2 separate regions of the Mus musculus genome follow, and region 2 is linked to region 1. The links are chromatin contacts, called in public promoter capture Hi-C maps. All regions are on one chromosome and are shown on one strand. The core of a region is the stretch at or near the end of the contact, and the rest is flanking DNA. Distances in the headings are between cores, read along the strand shown.

Region 1 (5,187 bases), core at 2,230-4,729:
TAGTATGTAACACAATATAAGTTTTATAAAGTAATTTTTGTAAAACAAGTCCAACGCATTTAACTCTGTAAAAAAAAAAAATTTGACTAGAAAATTTAATTATAAACCATGGCTTTTAAAATAATCTGTATAAACTAAAGCCATTTAAAATAACCCTAATAGCCACTGCATTGAAACAAGATAATTTGTTTTATTGACTTTAAATAGAAGTCATTTATTAAAAAAATAAGTCTGATACTAATTGAAAAAATAATATATTCTATTTATCATAACCTACTAATCACATACATGGGAATATTCAATACTCTTAAAGAGCAGAGAGACTGGAAAAGTTCATAATGATCTTTAATTTTAATTCAAGTGTTAAGGAGTTTTATGAACTTCATTACTTTTAAAGTGAACCAGCTTCTAACGTGGACTTCTTGACCACAAGTGTTCAGGAAATAGACTTGCAGGGATGCATAGCTCTGAGCTTCTGACCAGGTTCCCTCCTGCTTTAAAGTGCTGAGAAGTTCATTAAACATCTTAAGCATCTCAGAAACATACAACTGGGTTAGTCCACATTTGTACTTTGAGGAATAAGAAAGAAAGGCTTATATATATATATAAGCTTTTGATACCAGAGTTTGAGAATCTAAACACATAAAGGCATATATGTTTTTGAGGAGAAATCAGGCATTTCTTTATATTCTAGTAAGAGCATTCAAATATATTTCATGTGTAATTACAATAATAGGTAGTCAAGTGTGTGTAATGGTGTGGATGAAGTAAATTGTAATAATGCACATATCTTAGCTGTATAGATTGTAGAACAGAGAGATTTTGGTGACATGGCTGTACTTCTATCTGTTATAAATTGTGTTGAGCAAGCCTAAATTCTATTTACCAAAGTCATCCTCACAGCATCATAGTTGGACAATTTGTCCTGATTTTATATCAGTCTTTACAGAAACATAGCTTTTGTTTCATCTACCAGTACGGAAAACTCCACAATGCCTTTGCCAGCACACCCCCCACTTGCTAACTTCTGATGAGCTCTCTGCCCTTCACTGACACCCTCTCTTCCCAATTGCTAAGTCAGCTTAACCAGCAAGCCACACTCCTACCTGCTACCTTGGAGGTAGTAAAGGTTCCACAAATGATCAAACAAAAGGACACTTAAAGAAACCTATAACAAACAAGTTACATTTTCCACTAAATTAAACTAATTAAAGTGCAGTTTAAAAATATTTTGGTGCACAGCTGATTTATAATGTTTAAAAAATAAGTATGTTCTATTTGTAAATTTTAAGTTTTTTTTTTCTTTTCTTTCTGATTTATTACCCAGTCACTACTAGGTTTCAGGCTCCCTAATGGCCAAACTAATTTTACAAACCTTGAGAAATTTTCAGGTATATCAGCCATCCATTCAAAAATTCCACAACTCTTTCTTTCCAGATACTTTTCAAAAGTACGTGAAACTCCCAGAATCAAGCCAAAGTGGAACACTCAGTTCATCATAGCACTCATTTTCATTTTCTAACTTCGAAGTTTTCTAATTTTCTATTTGCTTGCATATGAAACCAGAGAGTGGTCTAATACAATTTATACTCTGATAGTTTTCAGAAGTTTTAGGTAACATTAAGGTGTTTACCCTTCCTTAATTCGAAACACCAGTCTTTACACTGAGCAGTCTGTTTATCTAACCTCTTTTACATCTGGTGTTCCAACTAAGATAACTAGTCCAAAAAAATTCTTCTATATTACATTTATTGTTTTAACTTTTGAGTCTTAACTGTATTCCTTCTACCACTAATTAGATTGAGGTGACTTTTTACATAATACATCCACTGTTTTAGCCACTTTGTAAAATCTATTTGTATATAGTCATTGACTGTTTATCATCTCATCAATATAAGCATGCCTGCCAAGCTTAAGACTCAGGCTTTGCACTGTGAAATACTAAAATGCTTCCAGCATGAAATGAGAAATTATGGGAAGCACGACAGGTGAGTTGTTCACCACTGGCCACTGACACTTTGCAAGCATTTCTTCCTGTCTTAGTCTCAGTTTAGTCTTGGTGTTAATCAGGATGCAGAACTTATAGCTTGCAGTGACATTTAGAGGTAATCCAGAAGGTGTGCTGCAGCCCAGTAGCAACCAATTACATTTACAACACTTTGTAAGCTTAATTCATTGTTTCTTTTTTAAATGACACTGCTATTTTAAGGTTTGCTACTGTTTTCATTTCTTTCTCATGGCTAAGACTCAGAATCAGAGCAGAGAGCTGAATTACCTAAATGACTTCTTTTCATAAAAGCATGTGAGCTGTGTATGGGTAAAGCCTCACACACATCGTACTATTAAAGCTCTCTTGCAAACCTGTCCTACAATTACCATGCTTTTGTCTTACTTATGCTAATTTTACATAAAATTATTCTGAAATATTGATGAATTCTTTTTCTTTTTGGAATAAAATAAATTTAAGCAACCTAAAAATTTTCAGGTTGTCATAGCAATCCTCAGCTTACTGAACATCATAGTCATAGAAATTGAGAAAACACTCTCCCCACATCCCTATAAAAATAAGAAACTGGGAACATATATTCAGCAAACATCTATGCACAACACGTGGGGGAGATCACTCAGCATAATTCGAGGTTCCACTTTTCTCAGTTTCCCAAACTTTGCAGAACTCTGCTTGCATCTCTCCTGCATTTTAACAAGTTATTGCACCACTACATGCCCAGGTATTCTGTCTGTATTCTCAGTTATTCGGTCTATGAGATTCTCAGCCATGACCTGACAACACCATTTCATTTTTGTCTTCCAAAGCATTTTATTACTTTGGTAAGAAAATATTCTTATCCCTCCTGACATTTGCCATCCAAAAAGCATACTTGCTTCTAGTTTTTTCCTCCTGTTTCCGGTGGCTTTATGAAACATACAATAGGTTTTACACTTGCTTCAACTTTTCAACATCAAATCCCAGCAGAGAAAAACAAACAAACAAACAAAACAAACAAACAAACAAAAACCCACTGTTTTCCCTGTCTTTAAACATGCACCAATGAACAGTTTTTACCTCTGGCAACACGACGAGGAAGGATGGCTTTGCAGAAGTGATTGTGTCAAAAACCCTAAGTGGCTGGGAACCAAAGTGCAGCATCACAGGCAGCAATCACCAGCGAAGGAATGCCAGCCACTTACCAATGAGACGCCAGCTGCCTCTGTTCATTTTGGTGATTCTCAATCCTCATCTTCCATCCTCGTGCCCTGGACACACCTCAGGTGGAGCAGTTCCTTAGGTGCTCCACAGCCTGTGACAGAAGAGAAATCGCAGAGTTCTGAGTCCTTCACTGGGAATTTTCCTCTGGTTTGCCCTGCCTCTCCCAGCAGAAGGGACCCAGGTGAGGCATCCTCCTGACTGCCAGCTTTAATGGCACTTGGCTGCCATCAGTTGCGTGGGGCGGAGTAGTTGAGAGATGCAGGCAGGTGCAAGTGGGCGCCTCCTCCCGCTGCTGCTCCGGGCTCGCGCGCGGATGCTCCAATGCGTCCACGCGCCCCGCGCCGCGCGCCCTGACTGGCTGGGTCTCTCCCAGAGTGGCCCGCGCCCCTCCCGCTCCGCGCTGTCACCGTCGCCAGGCGCCTCACTGCTTTGCGCTGCAAAGGCTCATTTAGCATGTCCCTGCCTGTAAAAGACTGTATGCCTCAAGCAGGGCTTTGGATTTCTTTCTTTTCTTAGAAGGTACTCCCCTGGCATCACTTGCTAACCGATTCCCTCCCCATCTTTTTCTCTCCAAAGTCATGAAGGCTGTTCCCATACCTGGCCACCTCTCCACTGAGAGCTAACAGTGCTGGCAGAGTCTGGGTCCTTTCCTCCCTTGGCCTGCCACTGTCCCTGCTGATTGCCAGGCTGTGTTGATAGCTCAGACAGCCAGAGGCTCAGATTCACTTATGTGGGCTCCAGAGCAGAACTGGCACTTGGGAGAGTGTGGTTAGGTTCTAACTGGGAGGCAATTCTCTTTTTTTATGTATACATGCGAGTTTCATCTAAGAGTGCTGGGATAGGGGGTGTTATTACTTGTCCTTGGGAGTGATGAGTGGGGTAGTGGTTTAGAGTCAGCTCTGAAACAGCAAAAGAAATAGCAGTTTGTTATTTTTTGTTGTTGTTGTTGCTTTTTGTTTTGTTTTTGTTTTTGTTTTTGTTTTTCGGAAAATGTCAGTGTCCAGAAAAATCACATTGGAAATCACAATGTCCAGAGTTGAAAAAAAAAAAAAATTGCCTAGATAGTAAATCTGCGGTGACAGCTTTAGTGTCATTGTTCTTCAGGTTTCTCCACTTTCCCTGTCTTTGAGTGCTCCAGTTTCATGTGTGTGGTGGTAATCCAGTATTTATGAAATACATTTTGTTACATACATTTTGTCTCCAACTCCATGTGGCTTGCACCTGTACGTGACAAGTCTGGAATCACATACTCTCTTCTCTGCCAGCCTATCTACACTTGGAACTCTGCGTGAGCTTTGGGCTGCACCTGAACCAGGAGGCACACGCTATTCACATGTGTGTGCGTCCAGCCCAAGCCTGCGTTCATCTGGATGGATCCTCTCCGCATGGCTTTTGCCCCCAGTGGCTGCGAGAGGCTGTAATTGGCAAGGAGCACAGAGCCAGTAGCTGGAAGCCAAGATACCACTGGAGCTCTCTGATCCCGTTCTTACAGCTTTCCTGGTAATTAAAATTAGTCGTTTTCCTGGTCCTTGGCTCTTTGCACATGTTATGCAAACATCAAGACTTTATTGAATGGGTACCCTCAGGATGTAGATTCGCTTCTTTCTCCACAGCAAAGACAATTAATGTGTATTTGCATTTAATGCTTCTCTACCCTTCCATACTTTTTATTTTCTTGTTCATGCTTTCCAGTAATTAGGTTATTTTCCTTATGTGTTAACCGAGGGATAGTTTGGGAGAGGCAAGTTTTCTGGGCGGCTTCTCTGCTATGTTGGCTCAATGCCTACAGCAGGCTGTTGTTTAGGGGAAAGAATCTCCAGAGTTTTATAAGCTCTTTAAATATACTGCAGACTAGATTCTGAATCTAAAAGCTTTAAAGCTTTTTCAAAAATTGTACAATGAGGTTTTAGCTATCAATGTTTGTTATAACTGACCACTTACAGCCTTCAGGTCTTGGAGTCTGAGCATGGTGATGCTTC
Region 2 (4,848 bases), core at 682-3,181, 1.6 Mb after region 1:
TCGAGGATATCATCCTGAGTGAGGTAACCCAATCACAAGAGAACACACATGATAAGTGGATATTAGCCCAGAAACTCAGAATACCCAAGATACAATTTGCAAAACACGTGAAACTCAAGAAGAGGGAAGACCAAAGTGTGGATACTTTGCTCTTTCTTAGAACGGTGAACAAAATACCTATGGAAGGAGTTACAGAGAAAATGTTCTGAGCTGAGACGAAAGGAAGGACAATCTAGAAACTGCCCCACCCGGGGATCCATCCCATATACAACCACCAAACCCAGACACTATTGCATATGCCAAAAAGATATTGCTGACAGGACCCTGACATAGCTATCTCTTGTGAGGCTATGCCAGTGCCTGGAAAATACAGAAATGGATGCTCACAGTCATCTACTGGATAGAACACATGGCCCCTAATGAAGGAGCTAGATAAAGTACTCAAAGAGCTAAAGGGGTATGCAACCCTATAGTAGGAACAACAATATGAGCTAACCAGTACCCCCCCAGAACTGTATCTCTAGTTGCATATGTAGCAGAGGATGGCCTAGTCGGCCATCAATGGGAGAAGAGGCCCTTGGTGTTGGGAAGATCATATGCCCCAGTACAGGGGAATGCCAGGGCCTGGAAACAGAAGTGTGTGGGTTGGGGAGCAGGGAGCAGGGGGAGTATAGGGGGCTTTGGGGATAGCATTTGAAATGTAAATGAAGAAAATATCTAAAAAAAAAAAAGAGAGAGAGACTATGACCAAGGTGGCTGATAAGAAAAAAACAATTAATTAGGGGGCTTGTTTTCAGTTTCAGAGGGTAATAAGCATGAGCATAAGCCATGTTAAACATCTAAACCTGAATTGCAAGATTTATACTTCTGCAGATTGCCCCAATTAAAAGATGCAGAAGGCAGTTGCCAAAGACTAGCTAGATCAACTTTTGGTATTTGTGTAAAAGACAGTCTGTTTTTCACAACTTCAGTGACTTATAATAGAAAGCTTTATCTCTCTGTCTCTGACTCTTTCTCTGTATCTCTCTCTGTCTCTGTGTCTTCTCTTTCTCTCTCTCTTGCTCTCTCTCTCTCTCTCTCTCTCTCTCTCTCTCTCTCTCTCTCGTGTGTGTGTGTGTGTGTGTGTGTGTGTGTGTGTGTGTGTGTGTGTGTGCGCGCGCGCGCTCAAGTGTCGGTTATACAGAGAAAAGACCTGATTGGTCCTGGTGATATGAGAAGAAGAATGAAACAAAGAGGTAGCCCAGAATAAATCACTTAATGCAGCCTGATTGGGTCTTAAATCTTGACATATCAGAAGCATAAATTTAAATTATAAGTCAAAATGGGAAAATTTGCAAGACACATGGGAGAGCTGGGAGGTATGGATGGAACAGACAGAATGAATGTCACACGTAATGCCCAGAGAGGTATAATTCTTTTTCTCATAGCACAAAATATATAGTTTCTTTTATTTTGCTGAAAACTAAATTTTTATTTCTAAATATTATCAAGAACACTCTGTGTTTTCAAATAGAAAATCTTATTTATTCAAGCAAAAACACTTATTTATTAAATGTGTAAATCTTATTTCCAATCTTTAATTTCTTTAATTTGACAGAGTCTATAACTACTCAGACCTACTTGGCTTTGGGGAGATTTAAAATAATATATATGCTTCTTTGAAACTTTATTATAACATAAAATTCATTTTCAAAGCAAAATACCTTTGCCATGTAAATTAGGATTCTGCATGTATTTGGCAAACCACACCAATTGCGTGTGGACATTTGAAAGCTGATTCCACTCCACACAGAGTATAATTTAACATTCCTTCTCAGCACTAAGTTCTTTTCACCTCTCTTTGAGAATGGTTTATAGAAGACAGATGGAGGGAAACCCATGTCTCTGCTTTTCATTTTTAGAAAGTACAGGGTGACCTCAAGTTCTTTGTACTGCCAAGCACATTGGGAATAGGATCAGGTTCCCATTATTTGCATTTCCACAGGAAGAGTGCTTTCCTCTGATATGTTGGCCACAATTCAGAGCAATGCCTGGTTTTCACACACTGACGTTTTTTGTGGTGTTGAGAATAATTGGCTTGAAGCTTGGAAGATTTATCTCGTTTTGTGCCTCTGGCACTCAAAGGTGTGCTTTTGTTGAACTTTGGTTATTCTTGTTTGATTCCTACCCCCCTTAAAGCTCTAAGACATGAGAAAGCAGACTGTCAAGTGCTGCCTGTGTTTACATAAATTGTTAGTGGTTGTTGTTGTTGTTTTCTGGTTTTTTGTTTCTGTTTTTTTGTTTGTTTGGTTGGTTGGTTTTTGGTTATTTTGTTGTTTTGGTTTTTTGGTCTACTCTATCAAAAGATATTTGGGATAAAAATGTTCATTTTTATACATTGCTCTCATTAGTTCACAAGAATCAACAAACAAGACTTTAAAAATAGCACGTTCTATTCAAGTATCATTTGTAGACACCATATTACTATGAATGGATACAAAAAGTCAGCTTTGCTGCCTTTACTAAACTTTTGAGTCTGAAGTCCTGCTTGTATTTTTCTCCAATTACCCTGAATATTTCAGCTTAATGTAGAGGCATTTTAGTCTTTCCAGAGGACATAAGTACACTGTCACCTTAATAGCTATTCATTCTGTTACCCATGGTGCTATAGCTTCCAGGCCTACAAATTGAATCCTGAGTGCCACTTGTTTTTCTGCAGATAATTTTTTTTTTTGTGTTTAGTTTTAACATTGGAAGAAAAGCAAGTAAAAATATAGTGATTCCCATCAGAAGTTTTATGAAGACTATATAGATATAATAGTAGAAGGAGAATATATGTTCATCCTATGTATTAAATGTTCATTGTATGAACAGTAATACACAGTGTGTGTGTGTGGGGGGGGGAGTAGTCATTCCAACACTTCTCTACAATTCTATACTGATGTCTGTAATACATTTAGCTTACAGTTAGGAACCTAACTGAATGTAAAGCAACAAGGACTGACACAAAACCTGCCATGGACTTCAAGGAAAACAGAGGTGTATAGATAGTACTCAACCCTGGCTTCCTAGCTCATCAATGGAATGCCTTCAGGAGAAATGACTGTCAAAATATATGAAATTAATTGAATGAAATCACTGTTTTTTCTTTTGGTTTTAATATGAGGGGAATGTGTCTTGTCATTAAGCAGGTTGACATTATTATACTCAAGGATGTATCAGATCTTTTGGTCTTAAACAATATGGGGAAAGAGAAGAAACATTGAAGGACCCATCTTTACTCTTTGCTTAGAAAGTAGAGTATTGACATATGTTGTGACCATTAACTATCAGTATTTTATTTTACAGCTTAGCTTTCCCACATCAGTTTAAAACTTGTTAAAATTCCCACTGTGGGGCTTTCAGTTCATGAATTATTTTAAAACCATTAAGCATTTTGTTACACTTTAAAAATCCCAAATAGTAAAATCCAGAGGAATGCTTTTAAATATAAGAAAAGATGTTTAAAATTAATTTATTTCCATTCTTCAGCCTTCTCTCATATTTTACTTGCTGTATTAATCCTCAACACAAATGCATTCCTCTATATATTTACATGTTGAATACAAGGATAATGAACACTTTCAAAGGTCTTGGGTGATCCAATATTTCTTGTTATTATTTTAAATGGTAAAGATACTTGCAAATGTATCTAATGTAATCCAAGTGTGAGTCTAAAGTTACTCATATAAATAAGCTTCCACAGTCTGTGGCTTCTCTCATAGGTGTTACTACTTTTTTCACTTGGAGATATAATTATGGGCAAAGACATATTAGAGAGTATGGTTGCCCACCACCAATCACAAGGATTGCATAGGAAGCAGCTTAGTTGGTATAACTGAGGCTGCAGAAAGCCTTTTTCCCCAAACATGCCAATTCTCTTTAAAAATTAATTATACTTTTGTTTTTTACGTTAATCAATGTGTGTGTGTGTGTGTGTGTGTGTGTGTGTGTGTGCGCGCGTGTGCATGTGTGTGTGTAGACATCTTAGGACACCTACATGGAAGTCTGCCCTAGCCTTCCACCTTGCTGGTGGCTTAGTACCGTTGTTGTGCCAGGCTACCAGGTGATTCAGGTTTTTGGAAATTCTCCTGATTCTGCCTCCATTCTCACTTCAGGAATTAGACAGATGCTACTGTGTCTCACTTTGTGTAAATTCTGGAGGCTCAACCTCATACTCACACAGCAATCACTTTACTCCTAGCCATTACCCCATTGTTTAATGCAATTTGATTTATAAACATTAATTGTGTGCTGTTTAATAAAGAAAATTTTAATTAAACTGACCAATACCAGAAACCTAAACTTTACTTTTTCTTATACATCCTACCCATAAGACAGTCATCTCAGCTGTTGTTACTTTAGAAAACATAACTACATTTAGATAATACTACTAATATTTAGTATTTGTAGTCATTTTTCATAATTTTAATCAGCTCAAAAATACCAACCAAAGAGCTAACCCCTATACCCTTGACATTTCTGGACATATCATAAACAATGGTTTGTTTGTTTGTTTTTAAGTTGAAATGGAAAACAGCAGCTACAAATTTTACTACATTCAACTCTCAATTTCAGTTTTGGCATTTTTCTCCCATATATGTCACCCCCTACTCCCTTTAGGCAAGTTTCAGTATATATCTGAATGTAGCTTTCATCCTTCATTCAGTCTTCCTACTTCAGCTTTCCAAGGGCAGGAATTACAGGGCTATTCTACCCTTCTCAGCAATATTATGCTTTGAAGTTGAGGACATTTAAGCTAGAATGAGTCAAGCCTCTTGTCCACACATCAGAGTTTACAAGATTCATAGGTAGATAAAGTTTATGCTA

Evidence for each region. Promoter capture Hi-C pulls out the DNA fragments that hold promoters and counts their contacts.
Region 2: a contact with region 1 is called in a promoter capture Hi-C map of second pharyngeal arch cranial neural crest, with 6 times the contacts expected there. The contact joins the enhancer-like site here to the promoter of Cntn5 in region 1. A contact is called at or near these places in 7 of 39 promoter capture datasets (the 3T3-L1 cell line, cranial neural crest, liver and 3 more).

The regions. Positions count from the first base shown.
Region 1 is chr9:10,901,296-10,906,482 of GRCm38.p6, forward strand. Cntn5 (contactin 5) reads right to left here and starts at 3,480. Exons shown (of 25, transcript NM_001170787.1): 1 at 3,190-3,480. It overlaps Gm32710 (a long non-coding RNA gene), which reads left to right and starts at 3,150. Exons shown (of 3, transcript XR_001779092.2): 1 at 3,150-3,389; 2 at 4,474-4,708.
Region 2 is chr9:12,495,045-12,499,892 of GRCm38.p6, forward strand. No RefSeq gene overlaps it. Among named protein-coding and RNA genes, the nearest start is that of 4930568E12Rik, 610 kb to the right of the region's middle. Within about 2 kb of position 1,932, at least 2 of the 459 cell types and tissues checked have an H3K27ac peak or open chromatin away from gene starts, as enhancers often do. A contact at or near this core is called in second pharyngeal arch cranial neural crest, where this site is marked.